Regions from separate parts of the Zea mays genome. Here region 1 is linked to region 2. Evidence: chromatin contacts called from public Hi-C data. All regions are on one chromosome and are shown on one strand. The core of a region is the stretch at or near the end of the contact, and the rest is flanking DNA. Distances in the headings are between cores, read along the strand shown. Region 1 holds the start of LOC100281285. Region 2 holds the start of LOC103632450 (30S ribosomal protein S10, chloroplastic).

Evidence for each region. Hi-C and Micro-C count contacts between places; a contact is called where the count stands out from the background.
Region 1: a contact with region 2 is called in a Hi-C map of endosperm, with 1.9 times the contacts expected there. The contact joins the promoter of LOC100281285 here to the promoter of LOC103632450 in region 2. A contact is called at or near these places in 2 of 25 Hi-C or Micro-C datasets (bundle sheath and endosperm).

The regions. Positions count from the first base shown.
Region 1 is chr1:24,351,778-24,357,511 of Zm-B73-REFERENCE-NAM-5.0, forward strand. It overlaps LOC100281285, which reads left to right and starts at 2,068. Exons shown (of 1, transcript NM_001372495.1): 1 at 2,068-3,036. The coding sequence starts at 2,172. The coding sequence ends at 2,708.
Region 2 is chr1:24,106,517-24,111,960 of Zm-B73-REFERENCE-NAM-5.0, forward strand. It overlaps LOC103632450 (30S ribosomal protein S10, chloroplastic), which reads left to right and starts at 4,097. Exons shown (of 3, transcript XM_008654259.2): 1 at 4,097-4,400; 2 at 4,585-4,641. The coding sequence starts at 4,215. It also overlaps the pseudogene LOC118473496 and the pseudogene LOC103632438.

The DNA of each region.
Region 1 (5,734 bases), core at 818-3,317, 240 kb after region 2:
CATCCAAGGCAAGGGCACGCTGCCAAATTTACTAGTTGGTTAGGACCCTCGGGTCAAAACACCCACAATATGTCTTGTCATATCAACGGACACCAGAGTCCATGCCATCGGGTATAACATAGTTGATTCCGACATAGCAATTTGCACTTGATAATAATTACTAGTACACTAATGCACATATGCATGGCTATAGGGACGATGACACATATCGAATAGTGGTCTTGAGTGTGTGTTGCCTAAGTCATAGCAAAAGTGCACCTATAAGACCGTAATATCACCCATCCGAAGTGCTAACCTCATAAGACCGCTAGGAGTAAAGATCGAACATGATATTGTAACTCTGAGGGCAGTTATGCTATTAGTGAGGGTAGTTGCATTACTTTTGTCTTGCGGGTGTCTCCATACTTAGCCGCTATAGGAGCTCCTTCGTCCACTTGGAAGGCCTCAGGTCCTATGGGGTAGGTCTCGAACATTTGAACTACCCAAAGTAGATAAATTTAAAGATTCAAGGGATGGTAGAGGGTCCTGGTCGGCTAAGAATATAATATGTGTCATGATGCCTCGAGTGTCATGGGGCCTAGAGTTTTAGATTATTGTTGGTACGACGATAGTTGATCGAACTCAAGTGTAGGAGGGTGTCCTAGGGATACCGAGGGCCTAGGGTTTTAGATTGTTGTTTTCATGACAAAATTATCGATGTAGTTTTATTCTTTTGGGGAGCATGGGTCCAACAGTCTCCACCTTCTCTCTTGGGATGATTTCTTTTACCATGATCTTTGAAGGTATCTTAACAACATTTGAGGTATGAACAATGACATATCTTAGTATCCCAAATACGCTGTCACCCGCGCTATGTCAAATACATGGATCAAAGGAACCAAATTAAACCTTCGTGTATTTATTCAGACAATATCAGCTCCATAATGAGAAATATAAAGAGTGTGGTAACTTTTACTAAGACCTGGAACGAAAAAAAACATTGGATTTCGCCACTAGCGGAAAGCTGACGCGTGACATTGCGGAGAACGGGAGAAGACATGGACTATATAACAAGTCAAAAAGGCTAAAACAATCATGCGGTACAAATAAAAAGGGGGTGTGTGAAGTGGACGGAAGAAGAAAAAGGCATTAAGCATGCACAACCACACGCATCACCCAATTAGGTAACTTGAAGATATTGGTTCTAGAAACCAGAATTTCCAACGGGGTGTGCCACGTGTGCGGTATATCACTGAGTTATGCGTCATTCCAGAAATGACAGATTTATTTTAAACAGAAAAAAACACAATCGAACTTTACACATTTCTAAAAAAAATAAGTTAATATAAGTTTACGACAACGAATCTACATTATTAATTTACACTTATTTACTAAAATGCTTTCGAGATGATTTCGATTCTTTGGTAAAATAGCACATCATTATTATATTATCATTAGCGGGTGAAACGGATAAGCACAAACAGGTCGACGCGCGTGTGCATGGTTTATTTCGGACGACATCGTCGTGAACTCGTATGCGTGCCCCTTGAGTCATGACAAATGGCGGGGCAGCGCACGGCACGGGTGCGTCGCCACACGCGCATGCTTGCGAACGGTGGCGCAACCCCGATTCCGGTCCGGGAGGCGCAGCTGGAGGCTGGACGCGCTATGGCTACTTGGCTACTACTAGTAGCCAACAGCGCTTGGTCGTGCTCGTGCCTCTCGGTCCCTACCTCGCCGCTCAGCCTCCTCGGCAACGAGCGTGAAAGAAATCCCTCGCAACGTACGTCGCGCATCTCCACGCCCCCTTGGCCCGGCCCGCTTGGCCCCATCTCACCCTTTGGATCCTTTTTTTTTCATTACGGATATCGGACGGTGTCCCCGACTGTCTGACATGGGCGGGGGCGATTAATTAGCCAGACGACTCGCTCGCTCTCAGCTTCCACGGCGACTGCCATTGGAACCCTGGTAGCTTTCTCTTTATTAATCGCCTTTTCGGGGGCGCCCCACCCCACACACGCGACGCGTAGAAACAGAGTCAAAACCCCGCCGTCTCCCTATATATACGCTCTCCGCCCGCAGCCGCTCACTCCACTCCACTTCCAGAGCGTGCCTTGCTCGTTGCTGCTCACTCAGTCACCTCCCCTGCCTCTGCACGTACTACGTACGTGCCGAGGACACAGCGGCCGGCGATGGGAGGCGCAGGCGAGGTGACGGAGCTGGAGCTGCGCATCCAGCTGCCTGACGGCGGCGGCGGCGGCGGCTACAACATCAACGACAACGCCGACATCCTGGCCGAGATCCTGGCGCGTCTGGACGGGCGCTCGCTGGCCGCGGCCGCCTGCGTGTGCCGCCTGTGGGCCGCCGTGGCGCGCCGCGACGCCGTCTGGGAGGCGCTGTGCCTCCGCCACGTCGGCCCCGCGCCACCTGCGGCGGCCGCGGGCCCGGCCACCCGCGCCGTCGTCGCCGCGCTCGGCGGGTACCGCCGCCTCTACCGCCTCTGCCTCGGCCCGGCGCTCGACCGGCTGGCGCAGGCCCAGGCCCAGGCGGCGCGGGCGCACCACCTGTCGCTCTCCCTCTCGCTCTCGCTCTTCTCCATCGACTGCTACGAGCGCCTCGGCGGCGGCGGGGGAGCGGCGGGGCCCAGCGCCGGCGCGGGTGCGCGCGGGAGACAGCAGCAGCAGCCGTCGTCGCTGCTGTTCCTCTGCAAGCCCGTCGACGTGTCGTGATGGCAATGGCATTCAGCTTCAGCCGTCGTCCTTCCTCCGCGAGCCCGTACGTCGACGTGTCGCGATGGCATTCAGCTCTCGTCGCTCCTCTGCTCGTCCTTTCCATGTCGTCGCGTCGTCCTTGGCGTACGCTGTCTGCCCTGGGCGCCTGGCCTTTGCTGCTGCTAGCTGCAACCTGCAATGCTCGTTTGCGTGTCTCACGGCCGCCGCCGCTTAACATAATCGTTTTAATTGGTTTGGTTTTGTTGATTAGCACGGACGAACAACAGGCAAGGAAGAGCTCTTCAATCAATTCAAGCTGTACCCGGAGAGGCTTATTAAATTCTAATAATGCTTATTCTTTCTTCCTTTGCTTTGCTTTACCCGCTGAGTACGCTTGTCCGCGCCCGCTTGGCGACTTGCTGTTTCGATGCAAGCGCCTTGTACTGCTTCCTCATGTTGCTGCTGCTTCGGCGGGATGCTTGCGTTGCGTGCACCCATGCCTGTCGACATTGCTTTCGTGTTTGGCTCCATGCCTGTCGACTTCGCCCGCCTCTGGGAACGGATGGATGTACATGGACGGACGCACGCACGCATGATCCAGCCATGACGGCGAGCTCTCGTCGGCCGGCCATGTGTTCGATACGCTCAGCACCGACTCTTACGTTCACTGTTGTGTTCACGACCGAAAATGGTCAGAGCATTGAAAAGGTGTCTTTATAAACATATTTAGAATTTGTAGTCAGGCATTAAAAAAAGAACGGTGCCCAACCCCGCTAACCGCCCTGACCTCAAGTTTTATCTTTTTTTTTCCTAAACCTCCAGTTACGTTGTTTGTTGCATCTATCGAGATTCATTGGTGTTCTAGGTGGCATTGTCAACCCTAGCCATGCATCTCCCCATGGGGTCCTCCAAGGAGCTGTTAGAGTTGCTTGCCGAGTAGGATAGATTGATTGCAACCTAGGGCAATGCTACTCTTGCTGGTGTGTGATTTAGATCTCAATTCGGTGTCAATGCACTTTTAGTGACTCTGTTCGGGATGGAGATCAATCTAACAATGGGAAGAGGGACCTTACCGACGTGTCCAATGAGGAGAACATCCTCTATCCCACTACTATCGGTAAGCTCCTAGAGAGGCTTCACAAGGAGTTAAAGAAGAAGAACACTTCTAATGTGGCAGCTACACTAGCAAGTTTCTGATTCAAGGGCCGTTCAAGTAAGGTGGCTGAACAACACAAGCCTCTCAGTATCCAGACTTACAACTCCGAGCTCCCATCTACCTCTGGATCCAAGGTAACACCATTTGTATGCAAGCCTCCTTCTGATGTGTTTACTTCGAATCAAGTTAAGCTGATGCAAAAATGGATGGAAGAACATGAGGCAAATTTTATTAATCAATTTACTGTTATTCAACATAATGTCGCTCTTTATGAAACTGATTAATGACGAACCTACTGTACCTAGTTGCTCTATGCTAGCGTCATCGACTCCTAATAAGATCGTATATTTCTCCTATAGCATGCTAATGAGCTTTTATAAGAGTCAAGTAGATCCTTCAACAATTGTGGTGGGTACTAATAATTCTTTGGTTTCCAATCCTAATACACTGCCACCATTACTAGTGTCCCTCAAACATGCGATGTTGAAGATTGGATTCGTGGTGATCTTGTTGAGTTAGCATGTTTTAAAGCTCCTTTTGCTACAATAGCTTATGATCATGAAAGATGGGTAAAAAAGAAGCCAATTCATTAAGCAAAGGCATAGCTCTCACATGTGAAAAAGCATAATAATATGATGGGCAAGAAGCAAACAGAAAGCTCATGCTCAAGATCTTCAAGTGAAGATGATGATGTAACATGTAATAATCCAATGGTCCGCAGTGATGCCAATTGCCATTGCAACAACTAGTTCACTCCTTGGGGATATAAATAGGACCCCAAACTGGCGATTTGACAGGTGTGGGAGCTAAGGACTATACCAAGAGAGTTGTGGCTCATCTCTAGTAGCCCTAGACACCCAAGTGTTCAAATATCACTTAGTAATTATTGTAGGTAATTTGTGAAGTGCTCAGTATATAGTTAGACTGCTTCCATTAGCGCTTGCTGTAGGTTTTGCCTAGTAGTCTGAAATGAGAAACAAACAACTCTACACCTTGGTGCTTGCACACACCATTGTAATAGTTGCACTAGATGGGCTTGTAATTTTGCAAGACCACATCAAATGTGTTTGTGGTGTGGTCATCACTGTGTACAAGAAGCAACTAGACCCACAACATTTTGGTCGGAAACTCGATATTGAAGATATTAGGGATCGTCCAGGAGAGGCTACACCGAATACCATTTGTGTGTGTGGGGAAGGGATGGGGCTATCCATGGAGTTACCCGACTAAGCGCACAACAAGGATTATTGGTAAGCTTGCACACTTCTTAATACCTTGGTAAAAATACTAGAGTCATCGACGAGAGTTTGTATCTCTATTGCATATAATCTTCCACATTTATATTTTGTTACCATGGTTTTATGATTTACCTTCCTACCTTAGTTATAGGCTATTGGATAGGTTTGGAACTTAGGTAGCATAACTATTTGTAGTAAAAATAGTAACACTTAATCAAAATCATAGTTGCACACAATCTAGTTTATTTATTACATAGGTTTTAACTAGTATAAAAATAGAGACCATAGTTTAAAGAGAAAGTTCGGTTCGATTTTTCGGTGTCGGTGCAAAATGCCTGGTCCTAAATATAATGACGAGGATCCCCGTGGGGAATATTTCTCGCATGGGGATAGGGATGGGAAGCAAATCTTCCCCCCATGAAGTTTGATAGGGATGGGGATGGGGAATTTTTCTTCCCAAGGGGATGGGAATGAGGAGTCATTCACCGAATAAGAATTCTCCGCTGCCATCTCCAGTGGGGACGGTGGTGCTAATGGTAGTGGATGAAGGCGAGCAGTACAAGGTAGCATGGGATGAAGATAAGAAAGAAAGGAGGAGATGGCAGGCAGGGCCCATGCTACATGTTTTAGTGGTGTTAACAAACAAGGTC
Region 2 (5,444 bases), core at 2,847-5,346:
ATGTGGGGGGCGCTGCGCAGGTCGACGTCTCGTGCATCGAAGGTTAGCGGTATGTGGGACCACTTCGTCTGCACGACTGGGCCGGTGACCGCGACATGGTTGATGCTGCGGTAGTGGTCCCGCTTCTGCCACTTGGTATCGAAGTCAGTGCTGGACCCCCCTGTTATCATGTGAATGACTCCGCGATATGGTTGATCGGCGAAGTCTTCCTGCTTTGGGGCATGGGGGATGTTTTGGTGTTGCTGGTGTGGTGGTGGGGGTGGAGGAGGTACGATTTGTACTTCCTGATGGTGTTGGTAAGCGTGGTGCGGTGGATGCGGGGCGGGAGCGTGGATATATGGTGGAGGGGGTGGCTGGTAATTATGCGCGACAATTCTGGGATTGTCGGCTGGCTGCGCCCGCGCCATTCTGTCTCTGGTGGCCTTCGTTTCGGGGCAGTCTTTGGTTTGGTGGGCGCAGTCTTCGCCGTGGAAAAGGCAGTAGAACCGGCGCGGCGGCTGCGCGCGCCCTCGGCCCCTGCCACGAGTTCCGTTTCCGCGGCCCTGGGGGGGATATTCCTGGCGACGAGGGGGGTCAGCAGTAGGCTGCTGGTTGGCGATGTTGTGCACTTGCTGTTGACTGCGGGCATCTCGACCGGAGTCTGGTTGCGGAGTCCTCGTCCACGTGCGGCTGGACTGCGGGGCATCTTTGGGCTTCCGTTGTGACTCAACCTTGCGCTGGTGGAGCTCTTCGGATTTGGCATATTTTTCAAAGAGCTGATATAGCTCCTGGAGGTTCTTGGGTGGATCTCTGATACAGTGGCTGTAGAGGACGCCGGCCCGAAGGCCACTGATGGCGTAGTGGATAGCGATCTGATCATCGACGGAGGGCAGCTGTGACTTGAGTGTTAAGAATTTACGGTAATACTCCCGCAGAGTCTCCTTTTCCAGCTGTTTGCAAAGCGAGAGCTCGACCAAAGCGTCGGTGTCTGGGCGGTACCCTTGGAAGTTAAGAAGGAACTTGTCCCTGAGGCTTCTCCACGAATCAATGGACAGCGGAGGCAATCTGGTGAACCAGATGAGTGCTGGGCCCTCTAGGGCGATGATGAAAGACTTCGCCATTGTGGCGTGGTCCCCTCCGGCGGATGCAACGGCGACTTGATAACTTATTATGTATTGCGCCGGATCGGTGCTGCCGTTGTACTTGGGATATGCCCCTGCTCGGAAGTTAGCTGGCCAAGGCGTCACTTGGAGGTGTGGCGCCAGGGGACTTCGCTCGTCGAGGTAGTTGACCCCTTGGAATGGCGCGCCGTGCTGGAAGGCGTAGTCATGCTGGGGGAAACGCGGGTTCTCCGGCTGCGCCCGGTGTTGCAGGGGTGGGCCATGCTGCAGGCCGAGGTGGCCTTAGCGCGTGTCTTCCGGTTGCGCGCGCTGCTGGAGGGGTGGCTCTTGCTGTAGACCGAGGTGGCCTTCGCGCTGCATCAGCGCGATCTCGCGCTCGAGGTCTTGGGCCTTCTGCTCCTCGTCGCGTATCATTTGCCGCACCTTGGCTAGTGCGGACACACGCTGGCGCTTGGCTTCGAGTATCTCTTTCTGCCTCTGGAGATTGCGGTTCTTGAGGCGCAGGGCGCACAACTGTAACTGTTCTTCTGTTGAGACGCCGAGGACCTCGCCGTCCTCGGTGAGATCCGCGCCCTCCAGTGGGGCGAAGCCTGGGGGCGGCTGCGATTGTCCTTCGGGCCCGCAGGTGCGGAAGGTGTCGTCTTCGCAGGTGTGGGAAATGTTGTCTTCGCAGGTGCGGGGAATGTTGTCTTCAGTGGGCTCTTGGTGGGTGGATTGGGTGAGGGCGAGGGCCTTGCCCTTTCTCGCGGCCAGCAGTGCTGCCTTCGCAGCCTCGTCAGCCTTCGGGTTAGCTCTCTTGGGTGCCATCGCGGGTGGTCTTGTCGTAGCACGAACGGTGGGCGCCAAATGTTGGAACTTGCTCTCAGTAGCAAGGAGGCCAACAAGGGTGAACGGTGGTGACAACAGGGTTACGTGCTCGGGGGCAAATGGCTCTGTTAATCTAGCCTCTCACGGGCACTGTGCGGGGGTATTTATAGGTATCTGAGTGCCCAGCGCCTTGTGTTAAGGACGCATGTGCCCTCGGACACCTAGTTTATCCCCAGAATATTCCCATAAAGCAGGGTTACAAGCTGTACTTACAAGAATGCCTTTACAAACTAGGCCCGTAACACAAAGGCGGCCACGCGAGGCCCGTTACAATGGGCCAGATCACACGTGGGCCTTAGAGCAGGACGAAGCCGTGCTGCGGGGAGACGTCACCGCAGGCCTTCGTCTGGTGCTGAATGAAGCGAAGGGTGTCCCTGCCCGTTTTGTCTTCGTCAAACCAGCGACTGCAGCGAAAGGCGACGAGCGAAGGGTGGCGTCTTTGCCTTCGCCCCAACACACCCCCCATCGATTTTTCCTCGGAATGGAATCATGAAAAATTCCAACGAAAACATTTATGGCCTGTTTCGATGACTATGTATTCACCTTTATCCATATTTATTAGAGTATATGTGTGCTGGACATGATGTTGTGATTCCCATTAACATTGATGGAAGAAAAAAAATCTAGTTACCTCACTATACGCAGACTGACGTTGTAGCTAATACTTATTAGGGTATCTTTAACCCCGTTGGGAATACCTGAATTCACCCCAAACGATTTTAAAGATGCTTTGTTGCCAGCCAATGAACCGAATGATCGTCAGCTCGGTTATGTTCGGTCTTTGTTACGCAAACACTTTGTGTGGAATGTATTTTCATTTAATGCTATATTGGTTGATTAGAACTGAGTCATCTTCTCTCTGCTACATAGCCAACAAATCTATTTGCTAACAATCTTCCTCAGAAAAAAATAGCAGGAAAGGAAAGAACTTTAAAAGTACCTGGCAAATATCTGAAACTTGGTATACTATTCATGTCACACTAATTTTATCAATCACAACCAATTCACCTTCTGTCTTCTATGTGAACAGGAAATCTCTACACCTAGCAATCTTCCTCAAAAGAGATAGGAAAATGCATCAAAATGCTTGGCGAATCTCTGAAACTGAGTCAACCACTTAACAGCAACTCAATAGCTATTCATATGCCCCGATTTTTGCAGCTTGCTCTAGGTGAATAAATTTGCTCAGGTGTCAGATGATCTGAACTTACTGTAGCATTATGCAGAAAACCAATCTCCGTTTTTGAAATATTGTATGTCGACTCTTAAGGAACTTGCAGCTCATATTGGTGAGGTGGTTGTTAATAAGTGCTTATCTGCTGCTGCTAAATCTGGCATGTTTGTCAGCTTGAGGACAAGCGCAAAACTCTGGCAGAGATCTGTAAGGTTACTGCTCTCACAGAAGTCACCAAATTCCCCTTTCTCAACCTCTCCTAAATCTGATCGGGACAAGACGAACGTTCATGGATTCAACCTTAATGAGGCATCACGTGCTATGAATTCTGATAGAACAGTCATCACAGCGAAACCAACTTTTGGTGATCGATTGTCGAACAAATCAAATACAGTTCCATCTCCCAGCACCAGCAGGCAGCTTAACCAGGGGGGGGGGGGGGGGGGGGGGGGGGGGGGGGGGGGGGGGCTGCTACTGCAACCGTTCCATCATATTCAAGGCTTCGTGGGCAGCAGTCGGGCTTAGATCTTGTAGCTGCTCTCAAGGGGATTGGGAAAAAGGAGTGCTGGGGATTGTGGTGATGGCCGGGATAAAGAAGGGAAGTGAATAGCTGGTGCTCTGTAGATGTATGTCTGTAGTAGAGTTAGTTTGGCCACCTCTATGGCTCATCATTCTGTATTTCTTTTGCCTCGTGCCAGGAGCTGTGAATGTAGCTTCTCCTATTTGAGCGCTGGTATGGACAGTCTATCCAGGCAAGAAGAAGGTAACTGATTGTTCCTTGAAACGATCAAGTTTATGCCAGCCAGATCGACACTTTTAGCTGAGGTCACAGTAATATCCAATTCCACGATCTTCCTTTCCGAACAAATCATTCATGATCTTCTTCGAAAGTAATGCTAGAGGAGACAGAACTCGCCCATGTTTGCCACCAGACACCTCGCTTTGAAAGTAACAAAGCTGGAGGGGCTCGAGCGCAAATGCCCCTGGAACCGGATAACACACCGCGATAGCGAAGCAGAGGTCTTCCAAAACCCAACGCGGCAAACGGCTTCCTCACCCCCCCTCCCCTCGCCATGGCCGTCCCCACCTCCACCTCCTCCCCGCTCCCCCTCCTCTTCCTCCATCGCTGCACCGCAAACTCTAGCCCCTCGGTTCTCTCCTTCCCGTCCTCCCTCCGCGGCGCGTCCCTCCGCTCCCGGGCCGCGGCCGCACCGCCCGCAGAGACCCTCTCTGACGACGGCATCCCCGACGCGCCACCGGTACGTGACTGAACTGATATTGCCGTGTCTTTTCGCACACGCAGAGTCCAAAACCTGCGAATTTCATGATGGCGTGTACCGCTTGGTTATGGGGGTTACAATTACATGGCGACATTGGTTCAGTTGGCACACTCGTTAGACCTTGTTCATTCGGTGACTAAAATTGTTAACCTCGCGCTTTCAGGAAGGGGCAGGAACGGGAATTCCGTTGCCATCGTCGATTGGGGATGATGGGGAGCAGGTACCTTCCATAGCAGTTAAAAATTTCCCAGATTATTATGTTACCGAATCTTTTGTTCTGATATTGTTGCTTCCTTGATCGAATGAACTGTGAAAAGTTATAACCATAAACCATACAACATGTTTCTCTTTTATTGCTGCATAGCAGTGCACATTTTACTTGTGATTGTTTAATCACAATAAATGGAGAGCACGATGTGCTCTGGGTATTTGTGTAAATGGCATTTAGAAATCGTTCAGGACGCAATGCAATGATGCTAGACAATATCAGTCAGCACATTCGTTTAAGCCGTTAATCTTAGTGTAAACTGTTCTTAACGTGAGTGTGACTTGGACTTCAAAAATGTATGTTTTTGTAGAAGTCCATATCACGTTAGACAGTTTAGCATCCTTAATGCTTAAGCCATGCATAGTTACCAGCACATGATTGAAGAGACTATGTGGGAAATTCATTTCGTTTGTCCTTTAAATCATTCCTATCAGACTAGAATGAGGATATCTGAGGGTCTATGGTGGTTTAGCTTTCCAGATTCTACTTAGCAGTTGAAAGCTTGCTGGATCAAACTTTCAAAGTTTTCTGCCTATTAATGCTCTGTTCCTCCTTGGAATTATTTGACGTACTTGAAAAATGGTGGACGGCGTGGGAGAGGGGGAGGGGCAGCATAGGGAGAGGGAGGGAGGGAGCAATAACTCTATTCTTGCTTAGACTGAAATAGTTATTTGCCCCTATATTTAATTATTTATAGTTCCTATAGGACTTGTATCCCAAGCATCATTCTTATAGATTTGTAATCTTGTTTCCTA